Regions from separate parts of the Zea mays genome. Here regions 2 and 3 are each linked to region 1. A link is a contact called in public Hi-C data. All regions are on one chromosome and are shown on one strand. Each heading gives the region's core, a stretch centred on a gene start, on an enhancer-like site or on the middle of the called end of the contact. The rest is flanking DNA. Distances are from core to core; before and after follow the strand shown.

Evidence for each region. A called contact is a pair of places that touch in the nucleus more often than the background predicts.
Region 2: a Hi-C map of tassel shows a contact between it and region 1, with 1.7 times the contacts expected there. The contact joins the promoter of LOC100278319 here to the promoter of LOC103631732 in region 1. A contact is called at or near these places in 2 of 25 Hi-C or Micro-C datasets (endosperm and tassel).
Region 3: a contact with region 1 is called in a Hi-C map of leaf, with 5 times the contacts expected there. The contact joins the promoter of LOC100216560 here to the promoter of LOC103631732 in region 1. A contact is called at or near these places in 2 of 25 Hi-C or Micro-C datasets (endosperm and leaf).

The regions. Positions count from the first base shown.
Region 1 is chr1:11,252,323-11,255,771 of Zm-B73-REFERENCE-NAM-5.0, reverse strand. LOC103631732 reads left to right here and starts at 1,563. Exons shown (of 4, transcript XM_020540804.1): 1 at 1,563-1,691. The coding sequence starts at 1,563. LOC100277440 reads right to left here and starts at 1,693. Exons shown (of 5, transcript NM_001367325.1): 1 at 1,286-1,693. The coding sequence starts at 1,550.
Region 2 is chr1:11,489,001-11,492,449 of Zm-B73-REFERENCE-NAM-5.0, reverse strand. LOC100278319 reads left to right here and starts at 1,502. Exons shown (of 9, transcript NM_001361331.1): 1 at 1,502-1,639; 2 at 1,769-1,931; 3 at 2,678-2,906; 4 at 3,302-3,449. The coding sequence starts at 1,605.
Region 3 is chr1:11,388,742-11,392,190 of Zm-B73-REFERENCE-NAM-5.0, reverse strand. It overlaps LOC100216560, which reads left to right and starts at 1,896. Exons shown (of 1, transcript NM_001142980.1): 1 at 1,896-2,818. The coding sequence starts at 1,929. The coding sequence ends at 2,612. LOC100275826 reads left to right here and starts at 3,140. Exons shown (of 1, transcript NM_001352343.1): 1 at 3,140-3,449. The coding sequence starts at 3,248.

The DNA.
Region 1 (3,449 bases), core at 314-2,813:
CAGACACAGCTAATTCTCCACCATGTAGGGCAGGTAGAATGACAAAGCAGCACCTAAAACACACTTACAGACATTCTTTCATTCAAAAATAGATCTAGCATATGAAACCTGTGCTAGAAGGAACCCACCAACTAAGTGTTCAATTATGAATTATGCACATACAATAAGTTGAAAACATATTGAATACAGATTGTCTGTATTTTGGGATTCTTCACTCTTTCAGATAGCACAAACGCCCATGCAACGCTCAAAGTCTCTGCCCAAGAGAGCAGATCAGCAGTTAAGTAATATCTTCCAGTAAGGGAAAAACTGACTCTGGAACAGTATTTCTTCATTTACAGAGTTGATATTACATTAATACATTTATTTGTAGTCCTTACCTGATTTGTGAATACAACCAACAGTAAACCACTGTACAGTTACATGGTCAGGACTCAGGAACTAGATCAAGTGAATAAAAACAGAGGATGATTTTTTACCCTGCATTTCCAAGTAAATTTACACATTCACTAAAACCAAATGGTTAAATTTCACATGGTTAGCCAAAAGAGTTCAAGAGGCATGTGCTGGCATGGGTGTAACTTAGGGTCCGTTTGGTTGGGAGCCACGGGAGCGAAGCCGTCCATTCCAGATTTCGAGAGTGGAGCGGCTCCATTCCACATTCTAAGAGTGGATTGGAATCGTTCCATTTTCTGGTTGGGCCCACTGTAAAGAGAGAGGGAGAAGTAGAACGGTGAGATTCCACCAATCTTTTCGAGCGAGCTCGTCCCGAATCTGATGAAAATATTCCCGATTTAGAATCGCTCCGCTCCATCCCGCTCCGTTCACTAAAATAGAGCGGCTCCATTCCACCTTGCTCCCCAACCAAACGGACCTTTAAAGTGTCCCGCTGGAGTCAAATCTCCTCTAAAATCTCTAGAAACTCTGACAGCATAGCATTAATCTAACAAGAGAAAAATCTAAAAGGTGAACTGTAGATAAATGTAAGCAATCCTAAGCAGAATTGTAAACTAAAGAGCACCACAGCACAAATATCTATCTGTCTACCCGCAGGGTGAACAATGTCCATAATAAACAACACTGCCAACTCCATTCGGGGGCCTAGAGTCGGGGAAACGTAACCAAATCCACACCAAAATCCTCATTCTTCTAGGTACGTACATGAGGCCTCGAAATGGCGCCACGACCACAAACTACCTCGCGATCCCTGATCTATAAACCCTAGCGCGAGATTCCATTCAAACGGGGCAAGCAAAGAGTGCAGACGACAAGCGCGTGGGTTTACCGTATCCGACAACGGCGCCGACGAGGGATCCCGCGGCGGACTCCCAGGCGAAGCGGAGGAGGCACACCCCGGGGGCCGCGGTGGCCGCGGCCAGCGGGCTCGGGTTCCGCGACACCGCGAGGCGAGTCAGGATCGGGTTAGTGGTGGCGCCGGGGCGGCGAGCACTAATCCCCTGCGGAGGAGACTCGTCGGTGTCCGACTCCGTGGCGTCTCCGTCGGAGAAGGGCTCGTCCTCCGGCCTTGGGTCGCCGCCGCCGCCCACCATGGCCGCCGCGTTATGGTGTTCGTGTTCGTGTTCGCGCTCGTGCGCCTAGCGCGCGGCTCGTCACGATGGCCTGGTGCCCTGGTGGGTGGCTGGGTGCACGGCCACCGCGCACTGTCCGTGTGCCGCACAGCCTGCGTGCGAGTGAGGTGGGCCACTAGCGACACGTGCACTAGTAGGATCCTCTGTGACTAACCGTCTAATTGGTTGCCCGTATCATCACATCTTGGACTACCACGTGTATCTGATATTAGGCTGTCTTCAACAGTTATCATATCTCATCTCTTATTTTAAAATTCACTCTATAAATAGTGTAATTTACAGTAAAAATATATTATTTTACACGATCTTTTGTGGACAGCCTTATTTTAGACTGTGTATTTAGTTTCTAGAAGTAGAATCCCAAAATCCAAAGTGGGATAGATATTAAGAGACATATAGATACGAGCATTTGTTGAAACTAAACCCAGGTTCAACAATGTTACACTCAGCTTTTTTGGTGTAGTTGTGGCTACGGCTGAATTTTTTTAACCTAACGTTGCTATAGGTTGAACTGCAATACAGACAGTTGCAGTCGTTTTTAGCTAAAACGACCAACTTCACTATTTCCAACAGTGTCCTCCTAAATTTTATCCTTTACCCAAATATTCTCCATTATTTATAGTATCCTCTAAAAAATTCCATCCTCTATATATTCAATATCTCCAACTATGCACTCTAAATTTCGTCATACCATACAATGGATGAGACTGAGAAGGCTCATTTATTGCCGATGTGCTTAATGATTTCGTCCCTGTTGCAGCCTCGTGAAACGTAAAACTAGGGGCGCTCGATTTCTTGAAAGCGCGTGTGAGTTTTTTTAACGATTCTTCCATCCCCTTAGGTATTGGTTTAAGTCGCCCCTCTATTAATTTATATACTTTCTAAAGGATTAGACGTCCCCCGTGGTACTTACAGCTATGGCTTGAGGCGAAGGCACTAGGGAAAGCAAGGCTTATCTCCCCTCTTGTCTTGCGATCTTTTGGTGGCGGTTCACTGTGAGGCCTTGTTCGCTTAGGCTGGGAACAGTCTGGATTGGAAAGAAACCCACTTGGATTGGACCCCCATGGATGAAATCCCGGCCCACCTAGTAGCAGTGTTCGTTTAAACCCGCTCGGGCGTGAACCCCAGCCCACCCCGGCCGTTTCCACCTCAGCCCGACCGGGATACAGACCTCGTCCCTTCGGTGTGGAAAGAACCCTCGCCTCTCGTTGGCGGCGCGCGAGGCAGCTCCAGCGGGCTTCGAGACGGATCTGCAGCGGGCTTCGAGACGGAGGCGCTCCGGCAGCTGCAGCGGGCTTCGAGACGGAGGCGCTCCGGTAGCTATGGCGACGTAGACGGAGGCGCTCCGGAAGCTGGTACGGGACGAAGGCGACTACGACACGATCTGGCGGTGGCTTCTTCACCTGCTGACCAGCGTCTCGTGGATCCCTTCGGTGGCTACTTCTCGCCGGTACTCACGCCTTTCTCCTCCACCTCCTCATCAAACTCCTCTAATTCCTCTATCAATTTATCGATCTTCAATTTATCGATCTTCACAACAGTAGCTAGTATGGATCTGTCTGCCCATACAGATGGTTGCTACGATCTGCTGGGTCTATTGCCAACACGCAGGGCTCTGCATGTAGCTAGTATGGATCTTCACGAAGGGCTCTGCATGTATCAAGAGGATGGATGGCTCGCGAAGAAAAAAACACGCAGGGAACAGCTGGAACGCGCCATTTCGTGATAGCGCTTTCTGAACTTTTTGCAGGGAACAGGATGGCCTAAGTTTAGTCCGTGTCTTAATTAAATGTTTAAATATCAATTAAAAATATTAATGGGTTTGCTTTGCCAACAAACAATGGTCGTTTCGCTTTGATC
Region 2 (3,449 bases), core at 253-2,752, 240 kb before region 1:
CGGTCCTATGTGGATTCTATGCGTGCGAGTTCATGAGAGTGAACGGACGATACATCATGAACCCTGACAAGGTATTATTAGTAATAGTCAAGTATGTATTTATGTCATTAAAGATGCAAATGTGTTATTATTGAGTATAAATAGATGATGTTTATAAAATTCCTTTACAGCAATTTCAACGAGGAAACCCGGAGAACTTGACCGAAGCTGCATTGCATGGCATAGTCGAGGACCTCTGCACATTCATATTGAAAGAGGTCATTCCCGCAGAAGGAAAATATCACGATGCTTCCGGGACATTAGCTTTGCCAGAGTTCAGAATACTAACAGAAATTAGTAGATTATCTCTTAGCCGAGATAGTTATTAGAACTTAGGTGAAAACTTTTGATGTATAGAATGCATGAAGCATATATGGTTGTAAACAGAATACTTTGATGTATATAAATGTATGATAGAATTTAATTCCATGTTGCTTTCAATATCAATATATATATATATATATATATATATGTTTGTGTGTGTGTAAATAAATATATCTATAATTCAGTATTGTTTGAAATTTTGAAAAAAGGCGGGAAAACATTTTCACTGACGGTTCCTTAAGAAAACCGCCAGTGAAAATGCCCTTTTCACTTGCGGTTCCAAAATAACCGCCAGTGGAAATGCTGATTTCCACTGGCCCCTAGCACTGACGGAACTGAGCACAGTCACTGGGTTTCTTTCAGTGGTAGGTAGGATCACCAAGATACACCAAACTTAGAGTCTGTTTGGTTGGGCTGTAGCTGTGAAAAAAGTTGCTGTGGGCTGTGAGCTGTGGAAAAAGCTGCTGTAGGCTGTAAGCTGTTAAAAAGCTAAAAACCGTTTAGTGGAAAACACTAAAAGTCATTAAAAGTTCTTCGATATATGTTTTCACAGTTCTATCCGAAAAGCCACTAAAAGCAGATCCAGGGGTGCTTTCAGATTTGCACTGCAAGAAAGTCAGCTTTTAGAAAAAGCTGCTTCTTGTATTCAGTCCTTTGGTTGGCTTTTAGCTTTTAGGAGGCAAAAGCCAAAGCCAAAAGTCAAACCAAACACACCCTTAGCAACGAAGGGTACCTGCAACAAGTTGCAAAACCCACCATCAACAAACAACAACACAATAATAACACATGCTCCCGGAACTGCAATGTGGGCCCGTCCGCCCCGTAACCATGGGCCGCAGTCTTCAAGTCGGCCACGGGCCACGGCCCGACTGTCATGCGGGACCACGGACGCTCTGACCCCGCACGTCATTGAGAAAAGAGGAGCCCCTCAATCGGTACGGATAAAGATTTCGATAGAAAATAAATGGTTATTTAAATATAGTTATTTTCATTTTCATTTGTTTAGATAAAGATGCAAAACAATGCATATCGAAAAGTTATCGAAGAGGGAAAAGATTGAGAATTTTTCAAGATAACAATTTTGAGAAACACTATAAATTTAGAAAGACTGCTATGACCCCTCGACCCTCGTCTTCATCTTCCCACTTCAGCCCCCAAACCCGAACACTCGCAATCGCAAGTCGCAAATATCTGTCGCCGTCTCGCCAACAGCACCAACCGCCTCCTAGAACTCGACCGCCATGGCGAGCCAAGGCGAGCCGTCTTCCTCCGATCCGTGAGTACCCGTTCCGATCCGTTCGCGCGCACCTAAGGCTCAGATCTGTTGGCGGTGGTGCGAGAAGAGGGTTTTGGGGGGATTTTATTGGTGATATTTTTTTTTTACACTGGTGGTGTTTGGGGGCAGGAAGGGGAAGAAGGATTACTCGACGGCGATCCTGGAGAGGAAGAAGTCGCCGAACCGGCTGGTGGTCGACGAGGCCACCAATGATGACAACTCCGTCGTCGCTCTGCACCCGGACACCATGGAGAGGCTCCAGCTCTTTCGCGGTGACACGGTCCTGCTCAAGGTATGCGTGACCTCTTTACCTCGCCAGCTAACTCTTATGTATAGATTGGATTACGGGGGTCTCGGTTGTGGTGATTGTTTTCTGTGCAGATTACAAATCCGTTGTATGATGGTCTGGCCTTTGCCGCTGTTAATTTGTAGTCTAGTGTTAGCTTTGAGGAATCTATAAATGCTTGGTTGTTGAGATATTTATAAATATTGGTCAGTTATGTTTTGAAATTTTGACCTTGCTGTGGTTGTCTAGCATTGATTGAAGGGTAGATTTGTGCTGACTGATGAGAATCACATCACATGGCTTTGGTAATAGTTTGTTTGTCGTTGGTTTTAGTCATGTGTTCGTAGCTACTCTGAGAATTTAACAGGGTAGGGTTTCCGACCCTGTAGGGCTGTATTTGTGTGATAGTGCATAAATCTGCACTTATGCAGCTAAGCTAGGTATGCCACTGTACTTTTGGACATGTTATATTGTTGGTAGTTTTCATTGTTCGGAAATCTGAAGTTCTGAACATGTAACATAAATTATTTTGGTTCTGCTGCCATGCTGCTGTACACGTACTGCATAATGAGGCGGGCTTCTATGATGCTGCGAGGTTAATTGAATTGCTTGTTATTTACTTGCACATTATGATTGGTATTCTTTAATTTCTCCTGTACAATTGTACATTGAACTTGGGACTGTTATGAGATAATATGTTGTCACTACTTTTTTTGTCTGCTGACGCTCTAGATAACTTCATTTCGTTGCAGGGTAAGAAGAGAAAGGACACTATCTGCATTGTGCTCGCAGACGAGACGTGTGAGGAGCCAAAGGTCCGGATGAACAAGGTCGTCAGGAAGAACTTGAGGGTTCGGCTTAGTGATGTGGTATCTGTCCATCAATGCCCAGATGTCAAATACGGGAAGCGTGTGCACATACTTCCAATTGATGACACCATTGAAGGCATCACTGGCAACTTATTTGATGCCTTTCTGAAACGTGAGATTTCTCTATCACGTCCTTGTTCTTTTAAACAGTTTTTTTGTGACAGATAACTGTATTTTGGCATTGTAGATCATCTTTTGACAAACAAAATTTACTTTAGTAGTGCATCTATTGTATAATTATTTATTTGTAGCTTTATGTGTGCTGAAAGATCGTATCTGTGGTACTGAACAAGCTCAGTTCTGCATTGTCCAGGTGTTAGTTTCCATAATTTGGTTGCATCTCTGAACTATCATCATTTATTGTGTTACTAGGCTATATTATTGCATTGTTGCTAAATGGAATATGGGCCTTGATAGACATCTGACCATATGAAATGATAGACTACTCAGCATCCTACACTTTGTGCTTAAATTGCCAGTCTAAATACTTTATCTTCAACTTTTCAGCATACTTTCTTGAAGCCTATCGTCCTTTGAGGAAAGGAGACCTTTTCCTAGTCAGGGGTGGCATGAGAAGTGTAGAATTCAAAGTCATAGAGACTGATCCTGCAGAGTATTGTATTGTTGCACCAGATACAGAAATATTCTGTGAGGG
Region 3 (3,449 bases), core at 647-3,146, 140 kb before region 1:
ATTTAGATCCACTGCTTGTCGCGATCGTCAGTCTTGCTGGTGTGGATCCATTGCTGGCCCCACCTCAACCACACCACCAGCGATGAACTGTCGGGCATCCTTAGCCTAGTTCTTGTCTTCTAGCCCCATCTCCTCATCCTTAGCGATTTGGTCTAGTTTCTAGTCATCTTCCATGGACGACATGGCACCAGGAACCAGGCCACAAGGCACCAACCCTCACCTCGTCGATGTCTTCGGCTCCTCACGACGCATAACACCAGATCGATGGCCAGTGCCCTACACGAGTTATAAGACAACAATAAAAGAGAGGAAGAGAGTAGATAGGGAGAAAGGAAAAACAACATCTCAAAATCCAAAGAACCCTAACACTAGATTCATACCTGCACGTGGTAGCACTAGATCCACCGACGAGGCTACGACCAATTAGGAAACGATGCAACGAGAGGAGACATGGACACCAGAGCGATCAGATTGAGGGTTAGGGTTACAAAGACAACACAAGAGAGGGTCGTGGCTCACTGGAGGGGACAAGGAAGGAAGAGGATTAGAGCACCGGTTACCGGAGCGTCAGACCCGTCGGCCAGCATGGGCTCGCTGGCGTATGCCTATGAGAGTCGAGGCTAGAGGGAGAGTAGTCGAGCAGAGCGGACGAGGGAGAGGTCGGAGAGCGGCTACGCGAGAGTGATAAAAGAGGGGACGGGATTAGGGTTGGCTCGGGGTCGAGGGGTCGCGTCCGCGTGGCGACGAGTATATTCCCAGTCGGGTCATTGCCGGACCACCTCCTTAACCGGACTAGGCCTGTGCCTGCATCGTGGGTCAGATTATCTACCCAAACACAACACTGTACACGTATTGAGACAGCCTGGGCACGATTTCAGATGGACCAGGCCGTGCTCGGATCAGGCCTAGAGATGGCAATGGAGACCTGATCCCCGATTCCCCGCGGGGAATTCCCCTATTAGGGGACGGGTATGGGACTAATTTAGTCCCCGCAGGGATCTAAATGGGGGAAATTGAATCCCCGTCGGGTTCACGGGGACGGGGAACCATCCCCCGTCCTCGTTCCCCGTGTACCCGCCCCACGAAACTTTTTTATCCAAGTTAGTCAATTTATTTTTTAGAATTATAGTAAAAACTCAATGTACGACATGTTATAAAATAGCAAACTAAACTCTAAAGTAGATGACTCTTGTAGTTTTCAATCTTGTTTGTTAAATTTGTATTAGTTTGATACAATTAATTTAAATTTATTTTTAAATATTGTACTTCTAGTGGGGACAGATTCCCCACGGGGATAAATTCCCCGACGGGGACGAGGATGGGAGAAAAAGCTCCCCCGTGAGCGTTCGCGACGACGGGGACGGGGAATTTTCTTCCCCGCGGGGACGGGGATGGGGAGCCATTTCCCGACGGGGAAATCCCCGTTGCCATCCCTAATCAGGCCGCTACAATGCGCCATGAGACGTCGGTCGGGCTGGCCCGTCTAGAAGCAAGGATGCTTTTGGATGTAGACCCAAGGTTGCCAGGCCAAATATTGGCCTTGCAAAGTTAATTTGGCCCATGTTTGGTTGGAGGCCAAATTTTGGTCATGCCCAAATTTTTTTGGCCACACCAATTTAAAATTTTGCCAATCCTTGGCCAAAATCTGGGCCAACAAATCCGCAGCTAAAATTTGGTTGACCATATTGCATTTTGATCACAAAGCAAACATAATCTAATTTTGATGTAGCCTAGCTTTGGCAAACTGCCTAATTTTAGTTAGGTTTCTTTGGTCCACAATCAAAACAGGCTCCAAAATTTGCCTCGCCAACCGAGTCACAGTTGTCTTTTCACAAGCCCCACGTCAGACAAGATGAGGACAGCTCGGACAGGTCACACCGTCACGTATCCGGCATCAACGATCCTCCGTTCCCATCTTCCTTATCCAGATGGCGGCGCCGGCCAACTCCACCACCTTCTCCGGCGACGTGTGGGCGGAGCTCCGCCTGGCCGACGCCCGCGACGTGCCGCACATCCACCGCCTCATACACCATATGGCCGAGTTCGAGCTGCTCACCGACCTCTTCGCCGCCACCGAAGAGCTCCTCACGTCCACGCTCTTCCCATCGCCGACGCCGCCTCCCTTCACCTCCTTCACAGCCCTCGTCCTTGACCTATCCCCCACCCCCATCCTCCCGGACTCCTCTTCCACCATCGCCTCCCGCCGCCTCGACCTCTCCGCGTCCCCGCTCGCAGACCCGGAGGCCGCCACCTTCGCCTCCCCGCGCGGCGGCGGGCGCGTCACGGCCGGGTTCGTGATCTGCTTCCCCAACTACTCCACCTTCCTCTCCAAGCCCGGGCTGTACGTTGAGGACATCTTCGTGCGCGCACCCTGGCGCCGCCGCGGCCTTGGCCGGATGATGCTGTCTGCCGTCGCCGGCAGGGCCGCCGAGCTCGGGATGGGCCGGGTGGAGTGGTGCGTGCTCGACTGGAACAAGAACGCCATCGACTTCTACGAGGGGATGGGCGCCGATGTGCTCCCGCAGTGGCGCATCTGCCGGCTCGCCGGCGCAGCCCTTGACAAATACAAGGTCAGCCAGAAGGAGGCCGCCGGTGGGAAGGCTGCAGAGTAGGAGGGCCTGGAAATTCGCTTATTGAGAGTGCCTGCCAATAATAAAGGTGGTGGATTTGCTTGCGCTGCTTAGCTCTGGCATGGTTTAGAACTAGATGATTAGTGATTCAGTGCATTTGATCAGCTCATTAGGGCGAGATGGGCAATCGGGACTTGTTGTGGTATAAACCTTGCTGCATTATGCTAGACTGTCTTCTGATTTGATGCACAAGTATGTCTTTATGTTTAGTCATTTCAGCCTGAACATGCCTTTTCCTTGTCGATCAGAGTCTCAGCTGAGCTGCTTCAAAAGAATTCACCGGGGAAATTCCTACTTTTTTAAGGGAAAATAAACTCTCTTGAAAAAATAGAAATCTTTTAGAAAATAAGTTTCTTAAACTAGCCCTTATTATCGTTATTGCTGTTTTCCTTGGCCCCTGGTCCAAGCTTTGGCTTTCTTCATCTTCTTTCCCTGTACGGCCGGAGCTCGCCTTTCTTCTCAAGAAAACGCTCGATATAAATTCACACGAGGCCACCCCGTTCGTCGCCACCATTGCAGCAACATCTTCTCTTAGCTCCAGTTTCTTAGCGTCTCGTCTCGTCTCGTCTCTGACCTACGTACAGAGATCAAGCAGCAAGTCCACCCTTCCATCACCGATGGAGAAGGACGGCGCGCCGAAGCCGGCGGCGGCCACCGCACCGGAGCCGGAGGGGACCCATCAGCCGACGTGGTGGGCACAAACGCAGTGGGCCAGCATCAAGAGGAAGGCCCGCGGCGCCAGCGAATACGCCATGCTCAGGACCCGCCAGGGCATCACCTTGTTCGGAGAGCCCAAGCTCGGGTCTTTGATCAAGGCCA